2 separate regions of the Sus scrofa genome follow, and region 1 is linked to region 2. A link is a contact called in public HiChIP or PLAC-seq data. All regions are on one chromosome and are shown on one strand. The core of a region is the stretch at or near the end of the contact, and the rest is flanking DNA. Distances in the headings are between cores, read along the strand shown.

Region 1 (5,758 bases), core at 1,201-3,700, 330 kb before region 2:
TACAAATGTTAGCTTATATTATCATTATTTTAAACAGACGACAACAATAATCAACTTATGCCTGTACTGTACTTAGACGTCCTTAGGAAATCACAGGCCCTAATTTTTTTTTTTTTTTTTACTTTTTAATCATGTGGCTTAACTACCAGCTGTTTTTTTCTAAATATAGTAAATAATGGCCAATTATTTTTGCAAAGAACTGAAAAAGAATTTACTGTCCACAATGCCACCTAAGTCTGACACATCAGCAAAGTTTCAGTTAACTTTGTATCTGGATACAACCAGACTCCCTTAAACCACCTCTAAGCTACCTGGATCCACTCACTTCGACTTTCACAATCCCTACAAATTCCAAACACAATACCATAATGGTCATTCTCACAGTGACCTCCTAGCTGCTCTTTACCCCTGGCCCTCCATCTCCATTCCCCACACGACAGAAGGCAAACCTGATAAAAATCCAAATCTAAGTTCACTCTCCTACTTAAAACCTTTGCAATGGCTCCCTTTTGGGCTAAAGAGAAGTCCCATCTCTTTATAAGACCTAAAAGGCCTGCATGATTCTGAAACCATAATCCCCCTCTGGCTGCTCAGGCCATACATGCCTTCTTTAAATCCTTACCCTGTTCCTTGGGGCCTCCAAGCCTTCACAGATCATGCTCCCTCTAACTGGCATATCCCCCTCTTCACTGCCTCGGACTCCTCAGAGGAGATGAGGTCCCTCTGTTATATGCTCTCATAACCCTAATCCTAATCCTCTCTTCTCCTCTGCAGCACAAAATAAAACTGCAATAAAATTATTTCAATGGTTATTTAATATTGTTCCTCTCCAAAAAATAAAGACAAGTAAGACTTGGGAAGATGTCTCTTTTACTACTATAACCCAAGTGCTTCGAAAGATGCACAGTACCTTATATGCAAGGCACCCGTGTTGTTTTATGCAGAAAAGTGGTGAAATAAGTGATGATGGAAAGCAAATCATCCACAAAACAAGACTAATGCAGATTACTGGCTGCACTGTACTAAATACCTACCTTACCATATGTGTTACAGTGAAGCAAAAGCAAAAATCTACCGCTTCAATCTGGACAAAAGAAAGTTAAGACTAAACTTTCCAAAGTAAAATTAGTTCCCTTGCACAGCTTCAGGTGTTATGTGAAACAGGAGGAGTTCCACTTCAGTTACAAGTAAGAAGATACTCGACCAAATCAAGACTGCTGCCACATTTGGCACTAGCCTCCTCTTCTTGGCAGTCTCTGCGGGGCCAAGAGTTGAGCTGGCCAGGGAAGCATGATTTATCTCCCACATTTAGAAGTGGTCCCTCTACAACAGGAATGCTGTACTACTAATGGACTTTGAATCCTCACCTTGTCATACCAGTACCTTTCCTAAGTATTTGCTAAATAAAAAAAAGCTGATTCCTATGTACCACTAGCAAAAACAAGTTTAATAAAGCACCATATTCCGATTTGAGCTGGAGAAAACAAAGTTGCTCTTTCGTCAGAGAGAGAAAGTTATACTAACTAGATCTCTCTTTCTTTACAAAACAAAGTCATTACTTGGAAAATTAAAAGAAACTAGCCTGCGGACGCTAAGAGGCTAAAAGCTGAGGGGTGGTCGATGTCGGCTGCCCAGTGCAATCACCACCAGGTCTGGAGGACAGCAGTTGCCAACGCATCGCGGACAACCCCAGGTCCGCATGAAGCACGCAGGTTTGACAGACGCCAAACCCCTGCGGTCCGGCTGGCCGCCCGGATCCTGCCAATGCAACAAACGCGATGACCCTCTCTGCGCGCGGATGAGCAGCGTAGCCGCCGCCGGTCAGCCCTCCCCGGGAAATGTGCGTCCGGGGCAAGATCAGGTAAGGACTCGGAGGTCCCCGGGTTAATCGTCTGGCCCTTTGTTCGCTGCACGGCCGCGGAGCCCTGGGCGCCCGCTGCTCCTCCTCCCCCACGGCTCCCGGACGCCAGCGTCTCTCGCCGAGAGGCAGCGGCTCGCCGGCGCCCCGGGCCCTCCCCGCGGCGGGTCAGCGCCCCCGAGGCCTCGGCGGCGCGCGGCCCCTCACCCTCACCTTGTAGACGTCGCCGTAGGTGCCGCTGCCGATGCGCTGAATCAGCTCGAAGTCTTCCTGCGGGTTCCGGCGGGACAGATCGAAACCGGGGTTCATGGCGGGCCCCGGGTGCCCCCCGCCTCCCTCCCGAGCAGGGGAGGGGGGCGCTCAGGGGGCCACACGGAGAGTGGGAGCCGCAGCCGGCCCCCTGCTCCCCCGGCGGTCACAATCGCCCGGCCCCACGCTGCGGCCGCCGCCGCGGACGACGACGACCGGCCTAACCGTCCCCGCCCCCCGCAGCCCGCCGCGGCGCCGAACCCGGGTCACACCCACACGGAGCGAAGAACGCTCGCAGCCCCTCGCTCCGGGTGAAACTCCAACATGGCTTCCGCTTTCGCCGCTCCTCCCCCTCCCCTTACTCCGGCTCCTCCACCCTCCTCCCTCTTTTCCCGGCTCTGGCGCGACTGCGCAGCCGCGATCCCGGAGGGAGCGCTCTCCGACCCCGCGCGCGGCCCGCCCGGTGCGCGCTCCGCTTCGCGCGCCTCTCGAGCTAGGGCAGACTGCCTGCACTACCCGGCCCGAGCGGACCGTGGACCCGCGCGCGACGGCTGCCGTGAGGTGCCAGAAAAGGTTCGCGTGCCCCTGGGACCACCGGCCGGGGGGAAGGACTGGGGGAGGGGGGCAAGCAGAAAAGAGCCCTTGGTGGCCTCTCATTCCCCCAGCGCCTCATCAGGTCCACATCCTAAGCAGGTAGCATAGTTTTAATCTGCAAGACGACCAGTGACCCAAACTATTCTTTTTTTCAGAAACAGCTACATATAGAACACAGCCCACTACCACAGACTTTCAGGGGTCGTCCTGAGGAAAGCCCTTGGGAAAGTGAGCTGTGCGTGGTCCACTCAGGCCCTTGGACTTGACCTGCCAGTGTGCAAAAGAAGATAGGCCAGGAGGGCGGCTGGGAGGAGTCGGTGGGCGTGGGAAAACACGAGAGAAAATGCGCCAAACGGCCTCCAGCTAGCCTCCATGAAGGGCGTGGGAGCAGACAGAGCCCAGCACTAAAGCTTGACCTTGACCAGAGACGTCTGGATATCAAAGACCCGGGCGGGGACTGTGTAAGCTGTCAAGCAACCTTCTGGAGGAGAGGTGAGGGTTGGGGTGAAGTGTGGACAAGATCCCTTCCCACAGCTGAAATGTCAACACGTGATGATATGGAAGCTCTATAGTTTACCTACCCTAAGCCCCACCCTGCATAAGACCCAGATTGCAAGCACTGCGTGCCATCTCTGTGAACACTAGCACCAGCTCTTACCATCTGTCCAAGAAAGCATGTGGGTATGGGGGATTAATTTTTGTTCTCGATAAATTGACCACTAGGCATTCTCAAAAGCTTTGATCAAGTAGGTAGGTGATGGCCACTTTGGCAATACCACTTTGGAGCTTTGCTTCAGAAACGCTTTCCTAATACTCTTAGGCTCCACATCTTCTGAACATTAATGTTCCCAAATGCCTTATGGCTCCCTGAGAAACTAGGTCTTATCAAACCAGTTGAGGATAAAATAAGTATAATCAAATAATAGTCAAGTGAAATACTTAGAGTTAACTGCCTCATACTTTTTTTGTCTTTTCAATCCTTTGGCTTATGGCAAGATTGCATGTTTACTAAATTCTCAAGTTGTTTGCTCTGGGCATCTATTGACTGAAAGATGTTGGGAAATGACCATCTCTTGACCTGTACAAGCCGACTTTCAGTTGTCTAGTTTTTAATTATTTTAAAGTATCAGTACTATGAACATCATCACTTAAATTGCTACCTGATGAGTACTTATCTTTGGGTTTCTTCTTCATCTTATTTTTTTTTTTTTATTGGCTGCACCCATGGCATGTGGAAGTTCCCATGCCAGGAATTGTATCTGAGCTGCAGGTGCAATCTTCAGTTGTGACAACACCAGATTCTAACCCACTGCACAGGGCTGGGGATTGAACCTATGCCTCTGCAGCAACCCTAGGCACTACAGTTGGATTCTTAACCCACTGCATCACAATGGGAACTCCAGGTTCTTCTAAGTGGATCTGCCTTAAAGCTCTGGTATCTTGAAAACTGACTATAAATGTTATTCCGTGGCTAAGGACCCTGTTTTTGCCTGTTTAAGGCACTTGCCCAGAATGTAGGCCTTCCTTCAGCCTGTCCACTTTTGGAGAATTGCTTGGCCTCTTTAAGCCAAACATGAGGATAATTAGCCCAGGGTTCAGATAAGCAGACCTAATAAAGCATCCCAAATAGGAGCCAGTTCTTCTTTCTTTCTCTGCCTTTTTAATACCAGAAAGCCAAATTCTCAGGATTGAATCCTGCGTAAGAATGTTCTAATGGTTTCACTGTTTTGTTTGCTTGGATTGTCATCTGTGCAGATAACTTTGCATTTGCATCACTAATAGACTTCTTTCAAAGGGAAAAGACATTTCAGTAGGGCTGAATCTTTAAAGTTGTGTCTGTTCCATTTTGGCAGGGCCAAGCTAGGCCTTTAGAAAAGACATGGATTTGCATGTAAGGGCCTGATTTGCCATATGGATTACAACATAAATAAAAGGGCTTTTGCAATCAAGAATAAAATATTTGTCCTTTGTAGTATATACATAGAGCCAAAGCCGAAGTCTTTTTTTTTTTTTCTAACATTCCTCAATTTCACTAGAAGTAACACTAATAATCACACTTTCTTTGAATCAGAGAAATAGCATCCCTCTTCTACGATTAGAAGCATTCTTAGAAGTCATAAACTGCTTCTACAGCATCTCTCATGAATTTACTGCTGCTGGAATACCTTCAGTAAAGTAGAACTCACTGTTCTAAAACACCCTGCTTCATTATGAGATGGTGGTAGTGAATAGTCATAAAATAATAGAAAAAATATATGTTAACATTCCCACGTGCTTAAAGAGTGCCAGGAACTGAGCCAAGTCCTTTCCATGTATTATCTCACTTAATTCTCACAACTTGATTACAACTTGATGGCATTATTAGCTCCAATTTTTTTTTTTTTTTGAGGCACAGATTAAGCTGCTCAAGGCAACACAGCTGAAATTTGAGCAGAGGTAGTATGACACAAGGGCCAGACTGTTAGCTAGTAGCCTGTAGTTAAAGTATACTTTAAAATTTTTCTCTCATGCTAAGCCAAAATCTCCCTCCCTGTAACCATTTGAGTCAGTGATGATTAGATTCCAGTGGTGCAAAGTACAAAGAAGAAAAACCACTGTGCCTGCCCTCAAGAAATTTGCAGTCTCACAAAGCAGAGGAGGGGCATAAATGTAGACGGGAAGGTATAGGAATGATGCTAAAGCTAAATCTTGAAGATTATTTTGGAGTTTGCCAGACGGACATAGAGGAGGTGGCCACTTAGCCCAAGCCCTTAAAGTACTCACCCATATTAAGCATCAAACGCAGTAGGAAGTACATAAAGGCTAAGATGGGCAGTGGCGGTTGTCACCATATCCAGACCATCTTTCTGTTAGCACATCCCCCACGGGTCTGTGGCTTAGAAATTCCTTGGTCTCCACACCAGCTTTCAGTTTCATCCTCAGGACATCTTGTCTAATAACCCACTGGATCCCCTTTGGCTCATTGGCCTTATATCCACCACTCACATTTTCAATATACCAGCAGCTTTGGGAAAGGAATCCTGAGCCAACCTGAGCTCAAAAAGGACTCACTGAAGT
Region 2 (5,827 bases), core at 2,038-4,537:
GAAAACTCCATACACGTTAATTGCTTAATCCATACCAGTAATTGTTATAGCATTGCTATTTTAGATTAACTATATTTAACACTCCCTGAAATTCTCTGACCAAAACCACAAGTGGCAGGTAGTCTAATAAGACTGATGCCATTCTTTAGTCTATCCTCCTCTCCCCACCCTCTCATCACAGAAACTCCTTTGTGGGCTTTCAATACTGCAGGGGTCCTGGGAGTGGAGTGGTCAATTTCTTTGAATAAACTTTCACTTCCCCAAAACATATCATTCACACCGTCATATATACTCCATCTAGTTACTGGAGACTTTTTCTATTTTTTTCCTCTGTTTTCGAGAAACCGGCTCAGCATGTCCTAGAACCTAAATTTACAACTTTCATCTCGTTGAAATTAACAGCATATAAATACCTGCAAATGTTGACTTCCCCAGAAGTTGGTCTCTCACGGCTCTAAGAATTAAATTATTTTTCTAGCTACTCTTTACTGCCTAAGGTGTACTTTACATATCCTGTTTCATTTGCTCCTCCCAACAATCCTATGAAATAAATAGGAAACTGACAAAAGTGGCTGAACCTTAAGATTATATTTGCATTTAAAGGATGGAGAAGAGTCTCTTGACAGGTCTAATTCTAATTACAGGCATTATCGAACGTTTTCTTTTAAACAGTGTAGGACATAACTTGCGTCAACCACCCCTCCCCTGTTTTGGCCCCGCCCACGGCAGGAGGAAGTTTCCAGGCCATTGATGGAACCCGCACCATAGCCGGGACAATGCCGGGTCCTTAACTGCCAGGCCACCAAGGAACTCAAACCCGGCCTTTTAAAAAAAACTTCAGCTGAAACAGATGTTTAGGAAAAATGACTGGCGGTTCTTTCCAACAGTAATTAAAGGACATGCCAGCAGAACTGCGAAAGCGCGGGTTTTCGCGACACCTTCCGGGGTCTGCGACCGCCCCTGGCGGGAGGGGCCACGGCCAAGGGCGGGGACAGGGCCACCCCACTTCTTGCCTAGCACGCGGCAACGCCGACTCACCTGCGTGGCCCTCAGCCGCGCCCGCACCTCCTGCAGCAGGAAGGGCTCTAGGCCGCGGCTCGCGGTGCAGAAGAAGCGGGCGCCCACTGCAGGCCCGAAGCGGGGATCTCCCGTCGCTACCGCCATGGCTTTCAGGGTCACGTGGCCTCGGGCGCGCGCGGCGCGTCCCCGCAAGTGGCGGGCAGGGGCTGGCAGGCAGCTGGTTGCCGAAGGAGACCCGGGTGGGAAGGGTAGAATTACCTGGAAGGAGGGGCCCCTGTGGGTCTTTGACTAAAGTCAAAACTACCTCAAGATGTTTAGAACTTGGGAACACTTCTAAAGAGTAAATTTTTAAAAGTTTAGATTTTATATTACTTGACCTAAAAATAGAGCTGATGTCAAGCTATCACAAAACAAGTTAACATACATGAAATACCTTGTCTTGTCAAGATTGTGGGGGAACCGAAATATTTCACTGGAAATGTATGGTTTTAAGGTTCAAGTCTTACAAACAAACTGATGCGAACATGTAGACCAGTGATAAGTAGTCAGTGAGCTAGACATTACATTAGCTATTTGTACAAAGATCTTTTCTCACTTGAATATCAAAGGAAAGTTTATAAAATGAACTTCCTCTAAAAATATCATTATGGAGGGTAGAAAACAAAACAACTGAAAAGTCAAGTTAATTAAGAGGACCTAAAAGGTCCTTTATTTGGGGTGCCCAAACATTAGAATAATATGGGTTGGGGCATTAAACTGCCAAATACACTCTCAAAATCAAAAGCATCATTATTCTCTTTATTAAAAAAAATTATCATTAGGCCTACATTCCTTTTACAAGTGAAGAGCATGTAATCAAAAGTAGTTTACAAAATTGTAGAAAGCCACTGTGAAAATCATATACAAGAACACACTTTAAAGATTAACCCTTTGTGAAGATAAAGTATCATGTCTTGAAGTAGTAGAAAGAAATGCATTTTGGTATTTATAATTTCAAACACTGCTGAAGCTACTGATACTGTTTTTCTTCACTTTATTGCTTTTAACTGATGCATATTCAATTACAACACTTGGGGAGAACTGTGGCATTTTAGAATATTTCATCCTAGAATTTATTACTTGAAAATTTATTTATATATACAATATGCTTTTTCCATTTGGAATTAAACCATAACAAAGTGTCTAAAGCCAGCTGATTTTATGTCTAACACTTCAGAAGATAAAATAACAGCCTTTATTAAAGTAAAAACAGCTTTATTATCCGCTAACATGTCTAAGCAGTTAGCATTTTGCCTTTCTTTTAAAGTTCAGGTATTCAAGTGTAACACAAAGATGAAAAGCTTAAGCCCAGGCAAAATCGTAATGTATAGTAACATAAGGAGATACCGAATTTTTCCTTATTCTACGGATGCCATTTAATTTCGGAATTAATTTTAAAGTGCTAAGTGAAGGGTTGAGGTGGTGTGTGAGCTTTTTTGGTTCATTTTAGGAGAATTAAAAAATATATTTTAATTCTTAAAAAGGTATCCAGTCTACGAGGAGCAGAGAATCTTCAAAAAACAAAACAAAAAAACCCCCAATAAACTCTTATGCAGTCATCCCATTAAATAACTAAGAACGTGACTATCTTCCTAGCTGAACCCCACTACCCTCTATCATCATGACCCACTAAAAAGTAAAAATTGGGTGGCTTATCAGGACTTGAGTTAATGTTATCTTTTCTAGATGGGTTGATAAAGGTCAACTAATCAGACAGGGCCTCTGTCCAGCTGGCATTAGGGACACCTCTAGTATGTTGAATTGTATCTTAAAAATTACTGTTCCTACCTTTATTATAATAAGTAGCAGTGTTTAGTATATTAAACATTATTACAAAATAAAGCTTAATTTTACCCAATATATTTGCTTAAAGTACGCTACACACTATATACTACAGCACATTGGATATTTATACGCCAGTAGAACTCCGAGGGCTGGGACGTCGCCTCGGTGGGTTCGGAAGCCGAGCGCGCGGTTCTTCGCGTCATTTTCCGGGATCTGAGACGGACCCGGCGGGGAGGTGCCTTGCTTCCTGCCCGGGCACGCGTCGATGCCGACTCACCTGCGTGGCCCTCAGCCGCGTCCGCACCTCCCGCAGCAGGAAGGGCTCCAGGCCGCGGCTCGCGGTGCAGAAGAAGCGGGTGCCCGCTGCGGGCCCGAAGTGGAGATCTTCGGTCACTGCCGCCATGGCTTTGGAAGAGGGGGGAGGTCACGTGGCCTCGGGAGCGCGCGGCGCGTCCCCGAGGCCCCGGAAGTGCCGGCAGGGGCCGGAAGGTCAGATGTCGTCTAAAAAGACCCGGGAAAGGTCCCGGGAGGGTCAGATTGGCTGGGAGGGGCGTCTTTGGATCTCCTTGGTTAACTGCGTGAAACCTCCTTGATTAGGCATCTGGAATGATTTAGAATCAGAGGTGAAAGGGAAATGACTGAGATATATAATTGTGTTATATAAAAAGGATGTATTCACAGAAGGTGGCTGAATTCACTTTAGAATGAATAAAGCCTGCCATTGATTGTTAGGTACTTGGCAAATGGTATCATGACATAACTTTGCCTCAGATGCTCAGGGCCTCACAGTGTTAAGAAAATGAATGATGTCAGTAGGGAAGCAACATAGATTATGGAATACCGCAAAGACTGATGCATTACTTAAAATATCCAATAGGTTTCACCCTAATTCCCTTCCTGTAGTGAGTAGGAGATAAGATGATTCGTGCTAAGAGCAAGATGTATGAATAAGAAATCCTATTCCAACTGATTAATTGTTGGCAAATGAAAAGAATAACCTGTTAAAAAAATGTTTTCAAATTAACATCTGTAACTGCTACGCTTAAAAGGAGTATAACAAAATCAAGATACCTGAGTAATAGGCCCTTTTCTTGTACCTCAGAGAAGACAGTTCATCAGAAGTCAGAACTTGAATAATATGGCATCATAACATGTGCTCTCATTTCTACCCTTTGACTATAATAATAATAAAAACAAGCAATAGAAATCAAGCATGCTATGCATTAGCATAACTTTAAAACACATTATATCTCTGATATCATTTAAAAATATATAGTCATGAAAGATTTTTTTAAAGGGTGTATAATATCATCTCATTCATCTGTCTTGTTTTTCAGATTGAGGAAATTGATACCTAGAGAAGGCAAGGGACCATGGGTTAGTGGCACAGCTGACACTGGAGCCTAGCCATCTTTATATCTAATATACTGAGCTTTATTTCCTTCTTCCCAACTCCCTCCATTCTACTCCTTCACCATTTCCCCTACTCTTCTCACATTTGAAGCCCTGCTCTGTCCTCACCAAGCATTACACCCAAACTGGGAATCCTCAGGCAAAAGAGCAGAAATTCCTGCTCTCCAACGAAATGTGTTTATGTTCACAGGTCACATTTCATGCACTAAATTAACCATCAGGGTAATGAATGTACATTCAGTCTGGGCCACCTAATTTGATTAACTCTCTTTACAGTATTTAAAGGGATTCTTTAAAACTCTGAATTTTAAATTGACAATGAATATGTTACTTGGGGAGAACAGAATTCTTATAAATATTATAAAACGAACAGCATTGAATTAACTCTGTAGTTGTATGAATCAGATATATAGACACTATCAAATGTATGTCTCTGGCAAGTGAGTGAAATGACTTATTGGGGATGGTAGGGGTGGCGGTGTAGTAGTGGTGTAGTGTTTTAGGTAGATGGAGCAGCAGGTGCAAATGTGAGCGTGTGTGTGTGTGTGTGTGTGTGTGTGTGTGTGACAGAAAGGCTATAATAGCAGTTAGGTATTATTAGACCATAAATTAGATGAGGTCATGAGAGATAAAGGTAGAGAGGTGGGTAGGAGCAGATTAAGGCAGTGCTGCTCAAGGCAGATTCAGAAATAACTTCTCCAGCCTTGGGCTGGCCACCAATTCCTGGACAGAACTAAGGCTGAGTTGAGACTGCAGTCCTCTAGAGCCAATATTCCTCTTACCTCTCCTCACTTTTCCCTTCTTCTGTTGTCTTGGTCCCCCTAGGAGCCTTGGGTCAGCAAGGTGAGGGGCTACTTTTGTTCCAGTGGGGAGTCAAGTGCATTTACTCACCTTTGGACCCTGCTGTAGCACTGGCCTTCCAACTATGCTTTTCACACCACGCTTGAGATGAAATAGGTGGAGTGTTGCCTCCTTAAGGAGAAAATGACTGGTTTTCTGAGAGAACGTTTGCCTGGAATTCTCCTCCTATTATGCAAATACCCTTTCCTCCATCATTTCTGCTTCTCATTAAAAAAATGTCTCAGAGACCCCACTGTGGCTCAGTGGGTTAAGAACCCCACTAGTGTCCATGAGGATATGGGTTCCATCTCTGGCCTCATTCAGTGGGTTAAGTATCTGGCATTGTCACAGGCTATGGAATAGGTTGCAAATGGGGCTCAGATCCAGCATTGCTGTTGCTGTGGCATAGGCTGGCAGCTGCAGCTCCAGTTTGAACCATAGCCTGGAACTTCCAATTGCAGAGGATACAAAACAAAAACAAAACAAAACAAAACAAAACAACAACAACAAAAAACAGTCTCTCTTTTTTAGAAGAAAAAAAAAGGTCTCTACTGAAAAAGAACTGCAGGAGTTCTCATCATGGCTCAGCGGAAAACGAACCCGACTAGAAACCATGAAGTTGCAGGTTTGATCTCTGGCCTCGCTCAGTGGGTTGAGGATCTGACGTTGCTGTGGCTGTGGTGTAGGCCAGTGGCTACAGCTCCGATTAGACCCCTAGCCTAGGAACCTC

What was found. HiChIP or PLAC-seq counts read pairs in DNA pulled down with a chosen protein or histone mark.
Region 1: an H3K27ac HiChIP or PLAC-seq map of alveolar macrophages shows a contact between it and region 2. The contact joins the promoter of MAP4K3 here to the promoter of THUMPD2 in region 2. A contact is called at or near these places in 1 of 47 Hi-C or Micro-C datasets (heart right ventricle) and 2 of 2 datasets of contacts at active chromatin or transcription factors (alveolar macrophages and skeletal muscle).

What each region holds. Positions count from the first base shown.
Region 1 is chr3:100,883,840-100,889,597 of Sscrofa11.1, reverse strand. It overlaps MAP4K3 (mitogen-activated protein kinase kinase kinase kinase 3), which reads right to left and starts at 2,450. Exons shown (of 34, transcript XM_021088336.1): 1 at 2,072-2,450. The coding sequence starts at 2,167. TMEM178A (transmembrane protein 178A) reads left to right here and starts at 2,575. Exons shown (of 7, transcript XM_021088345.1): 1 at 2,575-2,680.
Region 2 is chr3:100,554,628-100,560,454 of Sscrofa11.1, reverse strand. THUMPD2 (THUMP domain-containing protein 2) reads right to left here and starts at 3,287. Exons shown (of 12, transcript XR_001303323.2): 1 at 3,122-3,287; 2 at 1,039-1,278.